Linked DNA regions of Muntiacus reevesi: region 1 is linked to region 2. Evidence: chromatin contacts called from public Hi-C data. All regions are on one chromosome and are shown on one strand. Each heading gives the region's core, a stretch centred on a gene start, on an enhancer-like site or on the middle of the called end of the contact. The rest is flanking DNA. Distances are from core to core; before and after follow the strand shown. Region 1 holds the start of RSF1 (remodeling and spacing factor 1). Region 2 holds the start of INTS4 (integrator complex subunit 4).

What was found. Hi-C and Micro-C count contacts between places; a contact is called where the count stands out from the background.
Region 1: a contact with region 2 is called in a Hi-C map of muscle, with 4 times the contacts expected there. The contact joins the promoter of RSF1 here to the promoter of INTS4 in region 2. A contact is called at or near these places in 2 of 3 Hi-C or Micro-C datasets (blood and muscle).

The regions. Positions count from the first base shown.
Region 1 is chr5:17,705,628-17,711,935 of mMunRee1.1, forward strand. RSF1 (remodeling and spacing factor 1) reads left to right here and starts at 3,374. Exons shown (of 16, transcript XM_065937197.1): 1 at 3,374-3,766. The coding sequence starts at 3,580. AAMDC (adipogenesis associated Mth938 domain containing) reads right to left here and starts at 3,193. Exons shown (of 4, transcript XM_065937195.1): 1 at 3,057-3,193.
Region 2 is chr5:17,572,704-17,579,417 of mMunRee1.1, forward strand. INTS4 (integrator complex subunit 4) reads left to right here and starts at 5,063. Exons shown (of 23, transcript XM_065937194.1): 1 at 5,063-5,216. The coding sequence starts at 5,163.

The DNA.
Region 1 (6,308 bases), core at 2,124-4,623, 130 kb after region 2:
GTATAAACTTGCCAAACATGATACCGAATGTACCTCGAAATTTCCCTTGTGCAACCTTCTAATCAATCCCCTTCTAAGATCAAAAGTAGCTTTTAATTTCTGTTCCCACGTATTGGTTAGACCTTCATGTTGTTGAAATTAAGTACCTACTCTTTTGTGTCTTTATTCTTTCACCCAGAATGCTTCTGGGATTCATGAATGTTGTAATATGTATCAGTGTGTATCAGTCTGAGCAGTAGTCTGTTGAAAGATTATATCACAATTTACTTACCCATTCTTCTGATGAGCATTTGTTGTTTCTTTTTGGTATTTTGAATAAACTGGTTATTAATTCTGAATGAAAACTTAAGTGTTTTTTTTTTTTTTCCTTCCCCATAACCCACAAATTCTTTTGGCCCAAGGAAAGAAGAGATGTGGTATTATGGGTGCTTATTATTTATTTTTTTCTAAGAATAGACTTAGTGAACATCTGACCTAAACCTTGCTTTGTAATGAAACATCTCTTATCTTTTGGGTGGATATAACTTTTGATGCCCAAGGACTTTGTTCTAATGCCAATCTTGATTAGAAAAGGCAGAAACTCTAACCTTATTTATCAGGCCCCCCTTGAGTAACAGTGTCAGCATTGAGAAGAGAAAAAATTATATAAAGCTGTTTTTTGAAAGCTATTTTTACAATCCCAAGAGAGCAGGTAAGGTGCTGGAAAAGCTGAAAGTGAAGAAATAGGAAAGAGGCAGGGGTAGTGTTATTAAATGATATAAGTCTTTCTTTTGGTTTGAAGGTTTTTCTCCCCATCAAAATTCACTCATAAAGATTCAATTTTATTTAATATTGTGTACCTGCCTTTCATTTAAGGTCAATTAAGTTATGATCTTATGAAGATTTTTGTATCTTTGCAAAACTGATGAGTTCAGGAGCCCAGGTAGAGTTTGAGAGTTTGAGTTGGGAGTTTGAGAGTTCTATCAATATATTTTAGTTTTTTTTTTTTAAATTGAGGTATCATTGATGTATAGTTTTATATGTTTCAGGTGCACAACACAGTGATTCACAATTTTTAAGTTATACTACATTTAAATTCACTATAAAATACTGGCTATATTCCCTGTGTTATACAATGTATGTTTTAGTTTAGTACTGTTTCATTTTGGTGTTGCTTATAACATTTTACCACACATTAAATTAAAACTTCTCTTTTGCTAGGATAATTCATCACCATAGAAATATTCCTAAAGTGAGACTTTTCTTTTTTAAAAAACTTTTTTATTGTGGCAAAATAGATATAATATAAAACTTAACATTTTAGCCATTTTTAAGCACATAGTTCAATGGCATGAAGGACAATCACATTGTTGTGTAGACTTTATTTAATCAGTACTTCTTAAACTGGAATTCTCAAGAGTATTTGTAAATTTTAAAAGAACATTTTTTTCCTTTAAAAAGGGTTGGTATATTATTCAGGATTAAGAATCAGTATTCTAGTTAATAAATTCCTCTTATAATATAAAATTTTTCTTTGTCTTGATAAATGAGAATTCTTTCCTTAGTTAGTAGTCTGACATAGAACGTTATGGTTTTTCCCTTTTTTACCTAGAAATGTGGAAAATTTAATTTTTAATGTGGTAATCATTTTCTCTGTTCCCAATATAATTATTTGCCTATATATTTCTTTTTTTGTTGTTCAGTTGCTCAGTCATGTCTGACTCTTTGTGACCCCAAGGACTACAGCACACCAGGCCTCCCTGTCCTTCACTATCTCCCGGAATGTGCTCAAATTCATGTCCATTGAGTTGATGATGCCATATATTTCTTTATTTTCCTTTTAATTATAAATTGTCCTATGATTTATATTATACTTTGAAATTCTTTTATTAAGTAGATAATATATAAATTTTAAATGCACACTGCAATTTTTGGCTCAAAGTAGTAAACTATCAATTACAAACAACTGAATTCAATCTAAATTTTAGGAATTTTCTTCAATAGTAGCAAGCAATATTTTTTAAGTATTTACAATGTGACAGGGGCTTCCCTGGTAAAGAACCTGTCTGCAATGCAGGAGACCCCGGTTGGATGCCTAGGTTGGAAGATCCACTGGAGAAGGAAATGGCTACCCACTCCAGTATTCTGGCCTGGAGAATTCCCTGGACAGTTCATGGGGTCGCAAAGAGTCAGACACGACTGAGCGACTTTCACTCACAATGTGCCAGGGCATTGTGCTAATCAATTTATTGTGAATTATACAGTAAAATCTTATGATGTAGGTACTACCGTCACCGCCCCCCCCCCCCAACTTCAGAGGTTCAAAGAAATGAAAAAATCTTCCCCCATGTCGTGAAGTGGTTCTGTTAGGACAAGTCTTGCTGTACTCCAAGTCCAGACTCTCAACCATAATGCACATTATATCCCAAGCTGCATTCTGCTTTGCATTACTTATGGTTTTTCTGAGCTTCTTTGTGGGAACCTCTCCCACAAAGAAGCTCACTCCTTCTCCCAACGAAGCAGAACTCTGTCTTCTAACAAACTTTTTGCCCTTGCAACAAATTTCCTACCAGGTGCAGTGCAGTCCTAGTCCACCCTCGATCTTGGTTCCGCTACAGATATTGCTCCCTAAGATCTCAGTCCTTAACAGGGCCCCTCGCCCTTCACCCTGGCAAACTCAGGAGGGCCCAATCCTCTCAAACGTTGCTCCCTGAGAAGAGCCTGGTCCCTTCAAACCCCGGATTTCCTACCACGGCCCCAACTCCTCAGACTGGAGATCCCGGCAGAATCTCGTTCCATCAGGCCCTTGTCCCCCAGTTCTCAGACACTGCTTTCAAGCAGGTGCAGTACTTGTACCTCAGCAAACTTCACAGAGACTCCTTCATTACAAAGCTTCCATCCCAATTCCCAACTCAGGGCACGTCTCTACTTTTCCCCTCTCCAATTTTTCCTCAGAATCGTTTTTGTGTGTGTTTTTTTTTTCTATTCTGCTCTTTTTCTCCTCTTTATTCGCTCTCCTCAGCTTCCCGACCATCTGGTGGCCAGTTGCAGTCCCACGAGTGGCCCCCCAAACTTACCCGACACCCTCCGAGGAGCGGCGATCTCAAACCGCTCAGCGCTTTACCTTTCACCTTTGCTCAGGCGGTCTCCGCTAGACGCTCTCCCCCCCCGACTCGCCCCGCCCGGAAAAGAATGTTTCGGCCAGTCTTCAAGCGAAGCTCCGCCCCTTCAAGTCTATTGGTCATTGCCCCCCAAAGTCCCGCCTCCCGAGCTTCCAGCCCCGCCTCCCTGCCCCGCAGCCCTTGTTTTCATTCCCCCTGTCACACGAGGCAGTGGCAAGCCCGAAGTGGGAGGAGCGGGAAGAGGGAGGAAAGTGAAAGGCACGGAGCGCCTCTCTTTCCTCCGTCTGACTGGGTTCTCGACTGCTCTGGACCGCCGTTGTATTGTGGGATCGCGGCGCCGTGCCTGAGACGCCCGGATCCGCAGGGGCGCCCACTTGCTAGCGCCTCCTGTCGTCTGTAAGGTTGCCCTGCTGTTCCTCGGCACCCCAACTCCCCTCACCCCCCCATCGCCTCCTCCTCCTCCATCCTCCAGTTCAAAATGGCGGCGGCGGCGGCAGCGGCGGCGGCGATGGCTCCTCCGGGCTGCCCGGGTTCGTGTCCCAACTTCGCCGTAGTCTGCTCTTTCTTGGAGCGCTACGGGCCGCTGCTTGACCTGCCTGAGTTGCCGTTCCCGGAGCTCGAGCGGGTGCTGCAAGCTCCGCCGCCGGACGTCGGCAACGGAGAAGGTAAGCGAGGGGGCCCGAACGCCCGGCGGGAAGCGGCCCTGGCTTGCTCCTTCTCTCTGCTCCCCACAGACACCCCGGGCCTCCGCGGCTCTGTCCTCCCGCTGAGGCGCAGTTCCGCGCGGCCCGTCTCCTCCGCCCAGCCCCCGGGGGTCTCGGGCAGTGAGGAGGCGGGGCGGAGGCCCCGTAGGGCCAACTCCGCCCGTCGCCCAGCAGAGGTGGGGGCGTCGTGGTCTGGGTCTGGGCTGGGCGCGGGGGGTGGGGGGGATCATTGTGCTGGTCGGCCGCACCCGGGGCTGCTACCCCGCGGTGTGGGCCGGGTCCCTCACCCCTTCTCCCTCTCGGTGGCGGAGGAAGGGGAGCGCAGGTTCCGGCCAGCTTTGCGCTTTTCTCCTCTACCCCTCCCTCGCTCCCTCCCCTCCTCCCACCATCCTCCCTACTATCTCGGGGGAGGCTGGGCTCGTCTTCTCTGGGCGCCCCTTTCTCTCCCTCCACCTGGGTGGGCGGGGGCCAGAGGACACTTCATCTCTCCCTCCCTCTAGTGGGAACTCCCCCGAGAGAGAGTCGGCTCAGGTCTCCTTTCCCTTCCCCTCCAGGGCCGCTTTAACCCCCAAAACTCCTTCCTATGAGTCGGGAGGTTTGCTGCTCCTTCAGGGGAAGGGGGTCCTCTAACATTCTCACTTTGCGGGGGTGGTGAAGTCGCTTTTGCTTCTCCGCTTTGGTGGGCAGAGGGTTAATTTCTCATCCCCCATAGTTTTCCTCCTCCTGCCTCCCCCCTCCCCCCCCCCCCCCCCCAAATAATAGAAAAGCATCTTTCCACTTTTCCAGTCCCTTCCCCCTTCATTCTGGCAGTAAGGCTTAGGGGAAGAAGTCGCCCTCCCATTTGAAGGGTAGGGTGGGGTGTTTAGCATGTAGGATGGAGGAGGGGCTCAGACGGAGGGGGAAACAGTTGAAGAAGGTGCTTGTTGCTCATGTTTCTCTCTCTGGTGCCGCCGGTCTATTATTGGTGTTCGCAAGTGGTGCTCCTTCCACATAAGGCCACCGCGCGGGTGCAGGGCGCATGCTCCGCCCGGCCCATTGAAACTTCCTGCTGCTGCTTGCTGCTGCTGGTTCTTTTCGCTGGAGCATCTCCGCGCCGCGCCTGCTGCCTTCAGCCCTCACTGAGCGCGTACACTCACTCCCTGTTTATTCCCGATCTTTCCTCTCTTTTTCAGAGAAGGGTTTTTTGTTGTTGTTGTACTCTGAGCATAGCCTTTATCTGGGAACAGCCCGTGGCTGAAGAAGAAACGTTGTCCAAATAGGTCCTTTTTTCCCCTTTTTTATGCGTATTAGGTGGCCACAGTGTGGACTGGGTATTGTGCAAAACAGATAGCTATTTCCTTTTCAAGAAATCCGGGTGTTTTCAATTCTCCATGGGAATGGAGTTTCTGTTAATAGAATACATTTACATTGCTAGGGAGAGCCCAAGTGTGAAGTTGTCCAAAATATTACCTAGAGAGTAAATTATGTTGTGGCTACCAAAGACTCACATGAATACAACAATTATGGTACAGGCAAATATCTCTCCTTACCTGCCCAAATCTCCTCCACCATTAAAAAGCTCCGGCCAGCAAAAGGTTACATTATATAAAGACTTCTTGCAGAATTTCTTAAAAAGTTAAACTCCCCAATATAGTAGTTACGATTTGATGGTTATCAAATTGTATTTACATTTTTTATGGAAATAGTCATTTTGAAGGACGTATGCCTTGTAAGTTACTTTTAGGATATCTTGGGAAATGATGGTAATGTACCTATAAGAAAAATGTGGGAATTTGAGGAAAGGGATTGCTGGTAACTTGTTTTTGGAATATATGATATTTCAGCCAAGTTGAAATGCAGGCATAAATTTTATGTCATGGCACTGTATTTTGGGTGGTATATAAGATTGCTTGACTCTCCATTCCTTATAAGTGTTTTGGCCTCTGCATTTGGCTTTTGTTAGAAACAAGAAAAAAAATATCAGGGTCAGTCTAATACTTCATGTTACTTTCTAGCTAGTATTGAATAGTGGGTGACTAGCTAAGTTAAAAATGAGAAATAATGCACGCCAAGAGAATATACCAGTGGGTTCAGCCACGCATTATTGTTGGTAAAGTTTCAACTATGATAATAGATTTTGTCATCAGTTGATCTAAGAATAATAATCAGTGTCACACAATTCAAGATACTTGGGAAGTGAAGTCTCTGCAGGTGAAATGCTGTGCAGGGAGGTGATTTCAGGCCTTTAGTGATGGTTAACCTACTTGTAATAATTGATAATACTGCTCCAACTAAGAATGTTTGGACAGAGTCTTGGAGAAGGAGTTGTGGTGTACTAGAAAGAGTTAAAAGACATTGGATATAGTTGAACTAAATGTTTTGCTGATTATCTCAGGACAGCTGAATCAGCCTCTTGAATAGTGTAATATTAATATGTAGTTTGTGGGGAAAATTACTTCATTTCTGTGGACCTTGGTTTCTTGAGGAAATAAAGTTAGTATCTGAGGATCAAATGAAATGTTCA
Region 2 (6,714 bases), core at 3,813-6,312:
GGATTAGATCTGATATACAGAGTGCCTGAAGAACTATGGATGGAGGTTCGTGACATTGTACAGGAGGCAGTGATCAAGATCATCCCCAAGAAAAAGAAATGCAAAAAGGCAAAATGGTTGTCTGAGGAGGCCTTACAAATAGTTGAGGAAAGAAGAGAAGCAAAAGGCAAAGGAGAAAAGGAAAGTTATATCCATTTGAATGCAGAGTTCCAAAGAACAGCAAGGAGAGATAAGAAAGCCTTCCTCAGTGATCAATGCAAAGAAATAGAGGAAAATAACAGAATAGGAAAGATTAGAGATCTCTTTAAGAAAATTAGAGATACCAAGGGAATATTTCATGCAAAAATGGGCACAATAAAAGACAGAAATGGTATGGACTTAACAGAAGCAGAAGATATTAAGAAGAGGTGGCAAGAATACACAGAAGAACTACACAAAAAGATCTTCATGACCCAGATAACCACAATAGTGTGATCACTCACCTAGAACCAGACATACTGGAATGTGAAGTCAAGTGGGCGTTAGGAAGCATCACTACGAACAAAGTTAGTGGAAGTGACAGAATTCCAGTTGAGCTATTTCAAATCCTAAAAGATGATGCTGTGAAAGCGTTGCACTCAATATGCCAGCAAATTTGGAAAACTCAACGGTGGCCACAGAACTGGAAAAGATCAGTTTTCATTCCAATCCCAAAGAAAGGCAATGCCAAAGAATGTTCAAACTACCACACAATTGCACTCATCTCATACACTAGCAAAGTAATATTCAAAATTCTCCAAGCCAGGCTTCAACACTACGTGAACTGTGAACTTCCAGATGTCCAAGCTGGATTTAGAATAGGCAGAGGAACCAGAGATCAAATTGCTAACATCTGTTGGATCACTGAAATAGCAAGAGAGTTCCAGAAAAACATCTATTTCTGCTTTACTGACTATGCCAAAGCCTTTGACTGTGTGGATCACAACAAATTGTGGAAAATTCTTAAAGAGATGGGAATACCAGACCACCTGATCTGCCTCCTGAGAAATCTGTATGCAGGTCAAGAAGCAACAGTTAGAACTGGATATGGAACAACAGACTGGTTCCAAATCGGGAAAGGAGAATATCAAGGCTGTATATTGTCACCCTGCTTATTTAACTTATATGCAAAGTACATCATGAGAAATGCTGGGTTGGACAAAGCACAAGCTGGAGTCAAGATTGCTGGGAGAAATATCAATAGCCTTAGATAGGCAGATGACACCACCCTTACGGCAGAAAGTGAAGAAGAACTAAAGAACCTCTTGATGAAAGAGAAAGTGGAGAGTGAAAAAGTTGGCTTAAAACTCAACATTCAGAAAACTAAGATCATGGCATCTGGTCCCATCACTTCATGGCAAATAGATGGTGAAACAGTGGAAACAGTGAGAGACTTTATTTTCTTGGGCTCCAAAAGCACCGCAGATGGTGACTGCCACAATGAAATTAAAAGATGCTTGCTCCTTGGAAGAAAAGCTATGACCAACCTAGACAGCATATTAAAAAGCAGAGACATTACTTTGCCAACAAAGGTCTGTCTAGTCAAAGCTGTGGTTTTTCCAGTTGTCATGTATGGATGTGAGAGTTGGACTATAAAGAAAGCTGAGCACCAAAGAATTGATGCTTTTGAACTGTGGTGTTGGAGAAGACTCTTGAGAGTCTCTTGGACTGCAAGGAGATCCAACCAGTCCATCCTAAAGGAAATCAGTCCTGAATATTCATGTGGAAGGACTGATGCTGAAGCTGAAACTCTAATAATTTGGCCACCTGATGTGGAGAACTGACTCATTTGAAAAGACCCTGATGCTGGGAAAGACTGAAGGCGGGAGGAGAAGGGGATGACAGAGGATGAGATGGTTGGATGGTATCATGGACTTGATGGACACGAGTTTGAGTAAGCTCTGGAAGTTGGTGATGGTTAGGGAAGCCTGGTGTGCTGCAGTCCATGGGGTTATAATGAATCAGACATGACTGAGCCCCTGAACTGACTGACTGACTGACTCCTTGCATCTCCTCTTATGTAGAAAGCACTAAACCCCCCATAGTGATATCAGTTCCTTGTGACTAGCAGAAAAACTAGTGACTTTATTTGTGACTTGATTGATTACAGTGAACTCCCCCTTCACTAAAATTTTATATATTGACCTTCCCCCCACTGCCCATTTGGAGTAGTCTCTCAGAGCTATCTGAGATGCTCTCTCTTGGCATCCCTGGAGTCTCAGCTGGTAAAGAATCTGCCTGCCAATGCAGGAGATGCAAGAGATGTGGGTTTGATCCCTGGATCGGGAAGATTCCCTGGAGAAGGAAATGGAACCCATTCCAGCATTCTTGCCTGGAAAATTCCATGGACAGAGGAGCCTGGCTGGCTACAGTCCATGCGGTCACAAAGTGTCGGACACAACTGAACAAACATACCTTTTTCTCTTGGGTTGTAGTCCTCATTTTGCCCCAAATAAAACTTAGCTCACAGCTGTCAGGTGTGCATCTTTTTAGTTGGCATAGCTAAAGCATAATGCAGGATGTAAACCTTGACCTTGGATTTATTAACACCCTCATGTGACCTACACTTTATAGTGCAAAATATTTCTGCATTATTTCATTCCACTGTCACTACCTCTTTGTTGGGTTAGGTGTTACTGCAATTGTAGTTGAGGCTACTTGTTCATTAAGTGCCCGCTGTAGTGAAACAGAAGGGAAGGGGGAAGAGCACAACCTTTAAAAGAATGACAATAAAAAAAAAAAAAAAAAAAAAAAAGAATGACAATAGCTAGGAGTTTCCTGGTGGCCCAGAGGTTAGGATTCCAAACTTTCACTGCTGTGGCCTGGGTTCAATCCCTGGTCAGAGTAATGGGATGCTGCAAGTCACATGTTACAGCCAAAAACCAAACAAACAAATAAAAATAATGACATAACTATTGAGGATAAAACATAAACTGGTTAGAACCAAGTAGGTCCAAGATGGCAGAAGATTCACCTTCCAGTAGACCTGGAGCCTCATTATATGTTCATTGTAGTACATTAGCATATGCTAAATGACACCCCTACTAGCACCATGACAGTTCTGAGCCCAACCATAAAAGGCCAGAAAGTGGGTGGTGGCCCAGTTCCTGGAAATTCCATCCCTGCCCCCAAATAGTTGGAGTAATCCTCCCACTCATTAGTCTATGAGATTACTTAGGCCATAAAAACTAATCACCTCATATTTCAGGGATTCTCATCTTATGAGTTGACACCCACTCTGTCTGTGGAGGCTGTTCCTCCCAGGGTTGCTCTTGCCTTTTGAGAAAGACCACATTCTGTTTATGGGATGTGTATTTCTCTAAATAAATCCACTGCTTACCTATCACTTTGCTTCTTGCTGAAATCTTTCTATGCTGAGACATAAAGAACCTGAGCTTCAGTAAGTTCTGATACAAGGTGAGCAATTTTAACTGAAAGACAGTGGGTTCAAGTCCCACCTCATGGGTTCACGTCCCCATCAGAGTTTTGGCTGAGTTCAAATCTCATCTGAGTTGTGTGATCTGAAGCTTTGTTGCTTGATCCTTGGCCTCAGAATTCTTTCCACTCTCCCCTAGCTATCAGATGATGGCTTGATTCCTTAAAGGATAGTTAGCTTTTCAACAACTGGAGTGAAAGAGCAGGAAGAAGTACCCTACACCAGGAGAGGTTTGGAGGGGTGGCATACAACTTTGTAAGCAGATAGGGTGGCGGGGGGGGGGGGGGTCCCTAGAAAAAGATGTAAGAAAAGCCATTTTGGGCTTAAGCCATTGTTTGATCTAAGCCTGACCACAATGCTTGTCCTTGAACAGGTCTCAGTAATTAATTATCTTGAGAGAAGTGAGGGAATGCAGGAACAAAAGAAACAAGTTTTCTTGTTCCTTGCAGTCAAAACCCAGCTTTTTCCTTAAAAGATATATGTAACAATCTGATATATGTCTTTGAGTTCTCTAAGAACTAATGTTCCCCACTCACGTGTTAGATGGAATGCCGATGTCGACCCTCCTGACTTCAATCAACTAAAGCTTGGGCCCTGTAGACCTCTGCCCCAATCCAATGCTGAATTCTCCTCTGCTCAAGCCCCTTCATGAATGAATATGCATGCACCCTTAGGCTTCTGAGGTAGGTCAGAATCTGCCTACAGTGCAGGAGACCTGAGCTGGATCCCTGGATCAGGAAGATCCCCTGGAGAAGGGGACAGCAATCCACTTCAGTATTCTTGCCTGGAGGATTACATGGATGGAGTGGCCTGGTGGGCTACAATCCATGGTGTCTCAAAGAGCTGGACACCACCAAGCGACTAACACTTAGCTTAAAGCGTCCCCAATTTTGCTGTTTGGAGACACTGCTTTGGGGGAAGATTGCTTGTGCTCTCCTTAATTGCTGCAAGTAATATGTCTTTACTTCTTTGGAACTTTGGTTAGTTGGGTCTTCAGGCTTGACACCAACCAGAAGGCAAACTCAGTTTTTGAGCAACAGCTCGATCAAAAGGCGAGCACAGGGGACAGATAGCAAACACTGAGAACAGCAATGGATGATGGAGCTGTCAGTTTGACCTCTTTATGTTATCTTCTGAGTCAGAATCCTCACACTGCTACTGCTAAGTCGCTTCAGTCGTGTCCGACTCCGTGCGACCCCATGGACTGCAGCCTACCAGGCTCCTCCAGCCATGGGATTTTTCAGGCAAGTGTACTGGAGTGGGTTGCCATTGCCTTCTCGAATCCTCATACAGCTCCAGGTTTTCTCTCTAGCTCTGGATAGCTCCACCTCTGCCCTTTACACTGTAGAACTCACCCCCCTCCCTCCACCCCGGCTCCGTTTCCAAACACTGTTATTTTCTCCGTCACTCAAACCCAACAGAAAGCTCCCGTTGGCTCCTCCAGCCTTTCCGGCCCGCCTCCTTCTGCCAGAAGCCCCGCCCCCTGTGCTACGCTCCGGCTCCGGTTTCCGTTCCTCCCGCGCAGCAGGCGTAGGTCGCTAAATCCGGACGCACAGCCACAAGGCAGTCGAGCGGCCGGAAGCGGCCTCTCTTTCCCGGAACCCCACTGCCTTGTGGGACAGCGGCTGGTTCCTCCCTTCTGGGCAAGTTTTTCCGTATCCTCTGCCCCCGCTAGCCTCGTCGGGTACGGAAGCTGAGAAGGACAACCATGGCGGCCCATCTGAAGAAGCGGGTTTATGAGGAGTTCACTAAGGTGGTTCAGGTAAGCTCTAGAAGGAAAGGTCCCAGGACTGGTCTGGGAAAGGGGAAGGTTATCCACGCCCCAGACACTTTGCCAGAACTGGCGCCACAAAGCTGGGTAGAGTGCCCGTGTTACCAGAGCTTCGGTAGGCTGCCTCTCTGACTACACTGTAGTGGGCGTGTTCGTTGGCCGCTGCTGTTGTCAGTATTAACATGTGCAGTCTGACACTAAAAAAAACTATTAGAAGAAGCAAACAGCACCTTACAATTTACCAAAGTATCTTATCTGTTATCTCATTTTATTCATGTTTCATTCAGTTCAGCAGCTCAGTCGTGTCTGACTCTCTGCGACCGCATGGACTGTAGCACGCCAGGCCTCCCTGCCCATCACCAACTCCCGGAGTTTACTCAAACTCGTCCATAGAGTGGGTGATGCCATCCAAGCATCTCATCCTCTGTCGTCCCCTTCTCCTCCTACCTTCAGTCTTTCCCAACATCAGGGTCTTTTCCACTGAGTCAGTTCTTCGCGCCAGGTGGCCAAAGTATTTGAGTTTCAGCTTCTGCATTAGTCTTTCCAATGGATATTCAGGACTGATTTTCTTTAGGTTTGACTGGTTTAATCTCCTTGCTGTCCAAGGAAGTTTCAAGAGGCTTCCCCAAACGCTACAGTTCATTAGCATTTTTCTTTTACAAATGAGGTCTTTGAGACTTCTAGTAGGGTATTGACAAATTTCCTCCCAACTCTCATTACCAAAAAAGCGTCCAAAGCCAAGTTGGCTGTGTGCAGCGCTCTAAGGGGTTGGAGAGGAGTCTTTAGGAATCCTCAAGACCCAGTCACAGCAGGCAAGGGTCACAGGCATCATAGGGGTTGAAATGTTCTTTGGTGGAACAGCTCACCACCAACCTTTTATAGCTCACCTGTAAAGGAGGGCAGTACCATCCTTCCTCCTTTGGAGTTGTTTCAGGACTGAGGGGCCCAAACTGTGTCCACAGTCAGCGATTCTCTATGTATTTCCTCAGAGAGATCGCCAAAGTAGAGGTTGATCCCAAGTCATACCTTGTGTCCTGCTTCCCTGACTTTGTGTATCCAAATCACCTGGGCTCTTGTGAAAATGTAGATTCTACTTAGTAAATGAATTGGCTGGGGGAGGCAAGGCAATAATCTGCATTTCTGAAAAGCCCCCGGTTAATGCCAGCCAATAGCAGGTTTCCATCCATAGACTTGTGGCCTAGCAAGATTTAGACCATGCAGCAGGACGCTTGATCCTTAAGTATTTCATTTAGTATTTAGTATTTCATTCTTCAACAAGAGTTTATTGAATTAGAGTGGTTATTATGTTTCAATATTAGGTATGGTGAAAGGTGCTGAGCTATAAAATCCAATACACATTAAGGGTCCCTGTCCTTTTGGAACTCACAGGCGAGTGGGAGATGTGGAGCACCATGTATGAGAGTGTAGTATAGAGAGATAATTACATCGACAAACCAAGTCTCTGTTACTCTTTTACAACTACTTTTTG